3 separate regions of the Mus musculus genome follow, and regions 1 and 2 are each linked to region 3. The links are chromatin contacts, called in public promoter capture Hi-C maps. All regions are on one chromosome and are shown on one strand. The core of a region is the stretch at or near the end of the contact, and the rest is flanking DNA. Distances in the headings are between cores, read along the strand shown.

The links. Promoter capture Hi-C pulls out the DNA fragments that hold promoters and counts their contacts. Capture Hi-C pulls out chosen DNA fragments and counts their contacts.
Region 1: a contact with region 3 is called in a promoter capture Hi-C map of liver. The contact joins the promoter of Shisa5 here to the promoter of Celsr3 in region 3. A contact is called at or near these places in 3 of 115 datasets of contacts at active chromatin or transcription factors (bone marrow-derived macrophages, embryonic stem cells and epiblast stem cells) and 2 of 9 other capture datasets (liver and pancreatic islet).
Region 2: a contact with region 3 is called in a promoter capture Hi-C map of macrophages, with 5 read pairs. The contact joins the enhancer-like site here to the promoter of Celsr3 in region 3. A contact is called at or near these places in 4 of 39 promoter capture datasets (the 3T3-L1 cell line, liver, macrophages and 1 more), 2 of 115 datasets of contacts at active chromatin or transcription factors (bone marrow-derived macrophages and embryonic stem cells) and 3 of 9 other capture datasets (adipose tissue, liver and pancreatic islet).

What each region holds. Positions count from the first base shown.
Region 1 is chr9:109,037,166-109,040,158 of GRCm38.p6, reverse strand. It overlaps Shisa5 (shisa family member 5), which reads right to left and starts at 1,592. Exons shown (of 6, transcript NM_025858.3): 1 at 1,395-1,592. The coding sequence starts at 1,464.
Region 2 is chr9:108,625,526-108,628,251 of GRCm38.p6, reverse strand. All of the region lies in intron 3 of Arih2 (ariadne RBR E3 ubiquitin protein ligase 2), which reads left to right. Among named protein-coding and RNA genes, the nearest start is that of Arih2, 23 kb to the left of the region's middle. Within about 2 kb of position 1,466, at least 21 of the 459 cell types and tissues checked have an H3K27ac peak or open chromatin away from gene starts, as enhancers often do. A contact at or near this core is called in bone marrow-derived macrophages and macrophages, where this site is marked.
Region 3 is chr9:108,824,738-108,827,440 of GRCm38.p6, reverse strand. Celsr3 (cadherin, EGF LAG seven-pass G-type receptor 3) reads right to left here and starts at 1,396. Exons shown (of 36, transcript NM_001359572.1): 1 at 1-1,396. The coding sequence starts at 1,121. Gm35025 (a long non-coding RNA gene) reads left to right here and starts at 1,321. Exons shown (of 2, transcript XR_871161.3): 1 at 1,321-2,703.

The DNA.
Region 1 (2,993 bases), core at 343-2,842, 210 kb before region 3:
TTGCACGTAGACTCTCAGTCCAAGAACAAACAAGCAAATCCCAATAAACAAGGTCACGTTGAGAGACGGGCGCCAACACCGGGTACCAACAAGCTTTACAACACTCTGGGAAGATGCCACACACCATGTCCGTGTCCTTAGGCTACACTAGCAAACCTGAAACCCAAACACAGGAGAACCCCACGTGAAAGACCCTCATCAAGGCTCACATGGGACAGTCCCTTAAGTATCCGTCTGGAAGCAGTCCTGAGCCAGCACATGAACCCTGGTCAGAGAGCCCAGCCAGATCAGGCAGGAGATAGAGCATGTGCCTTGGGGCTACTAGAATGAGGCCCAGGGGAAGAGGTGCTATGACAGGCTGTGAAAAGTTAACTTGGAGGTAAAGAGGGCTACAGTTTTGTTGTTTTGGGCCAAACCTTGCTATGAAATGGGTCTATCTGACCACTGCAGGCTTAGCCAACTCACCACATGAAAGTGAGCCAGGCTGCGATTCGGAGGCTGAACAGCCCACACCAGTGAGACTTCTTGCTTTCTTTTTAGGGTAGGGTCTCACTATATAGCCCTAGTTCACCTGGAAACTCACAGCCTAGACCAGACTGGCCTCAAATTCACAGAGATCCTCCTGCCTCTGCCTTTGGAGTGTTGAGATTAAAGACAGGTGGCATCTACTGATGTCCACACCAGTGGGTCTTCAAGGCTGAGACCCTCCAGACACAGAACGAAACTCTCTATAGTCTGAGTTGTCCCGCTCTCCCAGAGCCTCACTCGGGGGATGGGCTGACTCTGTTCTCATTTCCAAATTCATGTCAGCCCTCAGGAAACAGCCCTTTTCCTCCAGGAAGCCACCCATCACAACAGAATCAGTTTCCCATGACCGGCAGGGGACTGTTCCAATACACACCCGAATAGGCCCCCAGCCTGCCCTCCCAAGCCCAAGTGAGTCATCCCTCTAATGATGAAAAGGGAAAGAGGTGTCTCCTCCCCAAGCCAGCCTTAGGGCCCAGCTTCTCCTGGAACACAGGGCTGTAGAGGCAACAGGCGGCGGGGCTCCCAGCCAGGAAACAAGCTGAGAGGGAAAGTCTTTGCTGGAAGGGCCAGGCTGTCTTTGAGCCTGAAGCTAACCCCAGGCGGGAGTCTTGCTCCAGCCCCTGGAACAGGTAGGGCCTTCACACCGTGAAGGACACAACAAAGGTAGTCAGTATCAGCTCAGGAGGGAAGAGGTGACAAGATGAAGTCAGTGGTGGGGTTCGCAGACGCCCCCCTGGTTTTCAGGGAGTCAAGTCGAAGCACTCCAAGGCTGGTCCTGTCTGGCTCATTCCAGAGACAGCTAGGGGAAGTGTCTGACCCGACCCGGTCCCTAGGGAGCACACACCGCCCCCTCCTCCCAGGCTCACCACCCGGAGGCGGCGGCAGCAGCAACAGCAGCAGCAATAGGGTCCACAGAGAGGGCGCCGGCGCAGCCATGGCGGGACAGACCAACGGACGGACGAACAGACGGACCAAGCCCAAGACCACGGTGCCGCCGCAACCTCCGCGACCAGCGCGGCCCTAGCCTCCTTGCCCCGCCCCGGCCGGTTTCCGGAACCCCCGCCCGAGAGGGGAGGAGGTGGGAGGGAGGGGGAAGAAGTGGGAGGGAAGAGAAGGGAAGCGGCCGCCCCTCCCAGCCTGGCCATGGGAGTCCCTCCAGCACCGGTCCACGAAAATTTGAGACAGGTTTCCCAGATGCAGGAGGAAGGGGCTGGTGCATCCAAGTTGCCCTCTGCTCACTGCATACTTTTGCGGAAAGACCCCCCCCCCTTGCAGCTGACTTAGGTGCTAGAAAAGGATCTCTGTGGCAACGTTATCCTAACACTTGAGCGCCAGCAGTGTACAGCTGGTGCGCGCCTCCAATTTGCCCTCAGGGAAGCTGCGATTTTCTTGCTGGCTCCTTGGAGCCTCACACAGATTCACCGGAGGAGGATCCCGCTGCTTGAAGCAGGGAATGGTGCTCAACAAAGTCAAGTCCCTTTTAGCAGATTTCCAGGACCTCAGTCTGAGGAATGTCACTCCCCAGTGACCAAGACCACCTCCAGGTAACTGCTCACCCTGGCTCAGGGATCCAATCCTGAGTTAAGAACTAACAGCTCCTAGGGTACACACAGGCTGCCCCTTCCCCTCAATGTGGGACAAAGTTCCTAACAAGGCCAGGGAACGGAGGAATGTGAACTTGCACTGCCCAGGAGTACTGGTTAGTTTATATTGTTCCTCCTATAGGGTTGCAGACCCCTTTAGCTCCTTTGGGTACTTTCTCTAGCTCCTTTATTGGGGGTCCTGTGTTCTATCCAATAGACTGTGAGCATCCACTTCTGTATTGGCCAGGCACTGGCATAGCCTCACAAGAGACAGCTATATCAGGGTCATATCAGCAAAATCTTTTTTTTTAATTTTTTATTAGATATTTTCTTTATATGCATTTCAAATGCTATCCCAAAAGTTCCCTATACCCTCCCCCCGCCCTGCTCCCCTACCCACCAACTCCTGCTTCTTGGCCCTGGCATTCCCCTATACTGGGGTATATAAAGTTTGCAATACCAAGGGGACTCTCTTCCCAGTGATGGCCGACTAGGCCATCTTCTGCTACATATGCAGCTAAAGATACGAGCTCTGGGGGTACTGGTTAGTTCATATTGTTGTTCCACCTATAGGGTTGCAGACCCCTTCAGCTCCTTGGGTGTTTTCTCTAGCTTCTCCATTGGGGGCCCTGTGTTCCATCTTATAGATGACTGTGAGCATCCACTTCTGTATTTGCCAGGCACTGGCATAGCCTCATACGAGACAGCTATAACAGGGTCCCTTCAGCAAAATCTTTCTGGCATATGCAATAGTGTCTGGGTTTGGTGGCTGATTATGGGATGGATCCCCAGGTGGGGTAGTCTCTGAATAGTCCATCCTTTCATCTTAGCTCCAAACTTTGTCTCTGTAACTCCTTTCATGGGTATTTTGTTCCCTAGTCT
Region 2 (2,726 bases), core at 217-2,716, 200 kb after region 3:
GCAGGAAACTTGTTGGCACACAGGCAGGCACAGGGCTGGAGAATTAGCTGAGAGTTGTATCTTCGTTGGAAGAGAGAGACTGCTTGGAATGGGCTATGTGAAAACTCATGGCCCACCCTCAGTGACACACTTTCTCCAACAAGGCCACACCTCCTAATCCTTTCAAATTGTGATACTTCCTGGGGACCGAGTATTCAACTCTGAGATATTATGGGGTCATTCTTATTCAACCCACTATAGTTACCAAGATAGTTTCCATCCTGAGCTGGCTGTTTTGTTTGACTTCATTTTGATTATCTCTAAAATTCTTAGCTTATGAGGGCATATGTCTCTAGCAGTTCTTAACCTGTGGATTGTGAAAGGTTTAGCAAACCTTTATCTCCAAAAATAATTTTCATTATGATTCATAACTGTCGCAAATTTACAGTTATGAAGTAGCAATGAAAATAATTTTGTGGTTAGGGATCATCATAGCATGCGGAACTGTATTAAGGATCGCGGCATTAGCAAGGTTGAAAACTCCTGTTCTAGAGCAGCTTATGAAGTGGTGAGGCTATAGGCTTCTGTGCTGTTATCCTTGTTTGGGACCACCTGCTGGTTGATAATACAAACTAAAGTATTTGTATAGATGTCATTACGTCTCAGTGAGGAAATCTTAACAATACATACCTAAATCCTGAATTTCCCTGTGGTCTCTGCTTTTCGTCCAGCACCTTGCTTTTGAAGTATTAATAAAATTGAGTGGCACAGTCACTAACTCTTTAAAACCAGAAAGGAAAACTTGACTCCTATACTGCTGTCTACTTCTGTAGGTCTCTCTGTGTCACTAAGTGGTAATTGCTGAACATGTTTGAAAGTCTGTGGTAGAGAGATAACTTTTCAGTTTCCTTTACAAACACAGACTATAAAGGACGTTGTTAGATGTTTGACACCTTTGGGAAGTACTGGTGATCAGAAACACTCATTTTGACACGTGTAAAGTCAATGTTTTTTGAAATAAAGATCTGGAGATGCTGTATTGGATTGCGGCCTATAGGCAGTACAGAATATTATGTAGGGTAAATGTCATCAAGAAGTGTCCTTCAAGTTGGAAGGACAGGTTCCCACCAGCATCTGCTCCATCTTGTTATAGGTATTGAGGGCTCAGGGAAAAGGGGGAGAAAGGCAGAAAGATGGACTGTACCTGATTTCTGCTCTAACCCCATTTTTATTCTATGAAATGCTCTTCAAGCCACCATGAAAGTTGAGGGTAGGCCTACCCCACCCCCTTTTTTCTTGTTTGTGGTATGTTCGTATGCCTGCATGCTTACAGTGTGTACAGGCAGACATGGGTTGTATGTGTGTGTGTGAGCATTACTGTGGAGACTAGAGGTCCTAGAATTCTTCCCAGTGACTCTCTACCTTATATGGAGTTAGGGTCTTTGAGTCCAGAGTTTGCTAATCAGTGTGCTCTAGGGGTCACATGTCTGGGCCTCTTGAGCATGCTGGGAATACAGGCAAGCTGCCAAGCCTATTCCACACTTAAAGGGTGCTGGGGATCCCGACTGTGGTCATCATACTTGCTTGCCAAGCACTTTACCCACTGCACACTGCTCAGCCCACTCCAGGGAAGTGCCAGTGTTGGCTTGCTTCCCCTTCCCTGCCTTTGCAGTCATCGTTTTTTCTTAGCTCCAAGTCAGATGGCCTGATTTTGGTATGTGTGTGTGTTGACACTGAGTGTGGTTTGGGCACAAATATGATAGGTCACAGACAGGCCACTAAGCAAACTAACCTGAAAGACATTCCTTGTGGACATTGAGTGACTTTGAGAATATGGCAAGTTGATAGCAAAACATTCAGTGGAACTTCTTAGGCTTGGTCAGGTAAACTGTCGTAGGGCTAGTGAAAATTACATGACCGTCTAGAATTTATAATATATAATCAGTTAGCCTTTGTTTAAAACTGTTAAAATTACAGCTAGGATGGTGGCACACACCTATATCCCAGCACTCATGAAGTAGAGGCAGAAGAATCAGTTTACATTCAAAGTCTCAGCGTAGGTACAATGACATAACAAGACCCTGTTTCAAAAGCAAACAGGGGCAGGAGAGTTGACTCAGTTGTTAAGAGCCCTGGAAACCCTGGAAGCCCTTCTTGATTCTAGATTCAGTTCCCAGTTCCCACATGGCAGCTCACAACCCTCTGTAACTCCAATTCTAGGTGGTCTGATGCCTTCTTCTGGCCTGCTTGGTCACCAGTCATACAAGTCTGTGCAGACACACATGAAAGCAATGCATCCAGGACCAGAACACCATGAAATAAAATTAAAAAGAAAATAGCACCTGCAAGATTACCCATTGGGTAAAGACACTTTGCTGCATAAGCCTGGCCATGACCCAAATTTGATCCCTGGAACTGACCTAAAAGTTTAGCGGGGCATGGTGGCGCACACCTTTAATCTCACCCAGCACGTGGAAGGCAGAGGCAGGAAAGTCTGTAAGAAGCCAACCTGGGCCGGGCATGGTGGCTCACGCCTTTAATCCCAGCACTTGGGAGGCAGAGGCAGGCGGATTTTCTGAGTTCGAGGCCAGCCTGGTCTACAGAGTGAGTTCCAGGACAGCCAGGGCTACACAGAGAAACCCTGTCTCGAAAAACAAAAAAAAAAAAAAAAAAAAAAAGAAGAAGAAGAAGCCAACCTGGCCTACATAGTGAGTTCCAGAATAGCCAAGGCTATATAAGTGAGACCT
Region 3 (2,703 bases), core at 147-2,646:
CCACTCTGAGGATCAATACTGAAAAGCTCCAGCGAGCGGCTGTTCATGAGCGCCGCCAGCGAGTAGATGAGGCGCCCGGCCTCGCCTGGGTCCGGGTCTTGTGCCACCACGCGCAGTACTGATGTGCCCGCTGCCTCATTTTCAGGTACCAGTGTCTGGTAGTTGTATTGAGGAAACTGCGGGTGGCGGTTTGCAGCACGACGAGGACGAGCCTGGTTAGTTGAGAGTATTTGCTTGGCTTCAGGACCAGTCGGAAACCCGGGAGGGCGCGGCCCAGGGCGCTCAAAGAGGAAACGGCGGCGGAAGAGACCGCGGGAGCGCATGCGCCCGGGAGCTGTCCGAGACTCGCGAGGTGCTGAACCCGGCGTAGGAGCTGTCCTCACAGCACGTGGTGCTGAATCCTCCCCCAGGCCAGATCCTAAAGAGCCGGGGAGGCAGTCCCGCCGAAAGGGTCCCCTGTCCACTGTGGAAGTCGCGGATCTCTCACCCTGACCCTTGTGTCCTGGCTCCCACAGCTTCCCGCAGCAGCGAGAGGTTTCCACTCTTTTGCGGATGCTTCTCCTAGCATTACGCTGGAAGGCCACTGGCCTGGAGCCATCAGGCTGAGCCAGAAGTTCTGAAGGGTGAGGAGAGCTGTTCCTCAGATCAGAATCCCCTGGGGACAGAGCATCGAGTGGCAGGCTACCTCTTCGTAAAGGCCCTGTCCGCCCACAAGAGGAGATCTCTGGGTGCCAACATAACAGATACCCTGGACCCTGACCTGCCTCTTGCTCGCGACTACCCAATGCCTGGACCACCACCTCCGCGTTTGGTTGCTCAGGGGCCCCTCGACCATTCCGGGCGTTTTGCCTACCTACTCGGAGCCTCATGAAGACAGGCTCCCTGACCCCCAGGCCAGGATCTCCATCTTCCCAGACGCCGGGAGATTCGGGACAAAGAGCTACGGCTCCACTGCCGATTTGCGCTCTTGGCCCAGTAGTAGTAGCAACCCCTGGGTCCCAGTCCTGGTCCCCACCGCCCCCCAGCTCCTCCCGGCTAAAAGGGAACAAAGAGAGGAGAAGGAGCAGTAGTACCGGGGTCGACGGTCCCGGGAGACCCCACCATAGAGGCCGCCTCGCCATCACCCCCGCCTCCCGTCACGGCCTCCGCCGCCCCCCGCCCGGGTCCGGGCCTTGGGCCCGCCCCGCTGCTCTGGCCCCCTCCTGGGCCCCTGCCGCCGCCCCGGCCCTCCGCCCCTCTGCCCGTCGCTCCGCGCCGCCACTGCTCTCTGGGCACCATCTACTCCGCGGCCAGAGCCCCTTTGGCATACGGCCCCGGCTTTTGCCGCCCCCACCACAGCATCCCCGACGCCGCTGCCGCCTCCCGACGCTCCAACATGGCTCCCGGCCGCTCCGATGGTTTGCTCCACCTCCGCCCCGATGCCCCAAACCTGGTGGTACAGCCCGTCGCGCATGGCAGTTCTGGCGACTGAAGCCGTTACCGCCATCTTTATTGAGAACAGAAGTGCTGCCCACGGTGCTGAACGGAGCTGGGAGTTTCTCCGCTACTCTGCCACCGCCCTCCCTCTCATCCTAGTGCGCTATTCCAGCGTGGCTTCCTAGTCTTTCTTCAGACCGAGAATCTCGTCTCCCTTTAGAGCGCTAGTTCCGAGCCCTAACACCCATTTTGGTTTGAAAATGTGCTGTCATCGGTCTGGGAAGGGTTACCATATAGAATCCTGGGACTGTGAAAATAATGGCCAGACACCGGCCTGGTTCAAACAATAGCGTTAACTGTTTATTAACAAGTTTAACTTATGAGAAACATGTCGCAAAAATCTCCTTGTTTGCTCCTACAGAACAGGATCTGAAAACGACCCTTCTGAGACAGGAAGAGAAGCCAACTCTTCTCCGCCACGAGAGTCACTAGCGGTCTCCCAGACTTGGGAGAGACACCACGTCTCTCTAGGCTATGGTTCTTTCCAGTGTTCTGAGATGCCACGTGGAACCCAGGGTTGTACAACTGTGGACCCAGCTTCCTCAGATCTCCGCCCCCTCGCCTGCGACAACTGCATCCTTTAACCCCTTGAAGAACCCGACAGAAGCTCAGTTCTCCCTAGTCCTGGTCCAGTCTAGCTTTCCGTCCAACTCCTGGCACGCGCGCATCTCAACCAACCAATAGCTAGATGTGGCGCAACAGACGTCACAGAATCCTAGAGAAAGGCGGCGCATTCCAATTAGAGTGTCATTGTTTCTATTGGCACAATGGGAGACCCCGCCCCTCTCGGAGGACTCCATTGTATGCGGGAGGTAGGAGGGCCTCGCGGGTTCCACGCTAGCCAGCAGAAATAATCCAAAAGACGCGCTATATTGATCAGCCTCCAAACTTGGCATCGGTGATGAGCTGCAACGCAAGGTGCAGGGGACTCATTCATTCTGACACCGAGACAGGAGTCAGGCCTAGGACCCCAGAACATTGCCCTGGGTGCGGTTCCCCCGGCTGAGTGGTTACTACTTCAAACAGTCCAAGAACTCCTGGCCAAGACCTCTGGCCCGCCCCCAAATGGTAGCTATGACATCACCAGCAACCAATCAACGCATTCTCTCGCTCCTGGGTTTCTTTGCTTCGGGGAGGTTTGGCTCACTCGGGTTGCACTGGACGAGGCTGCTGTGATCTGACCCATGGGTATCAGCTGTAGTGTTTGGGGTCGTTAAGTCTTAAGAC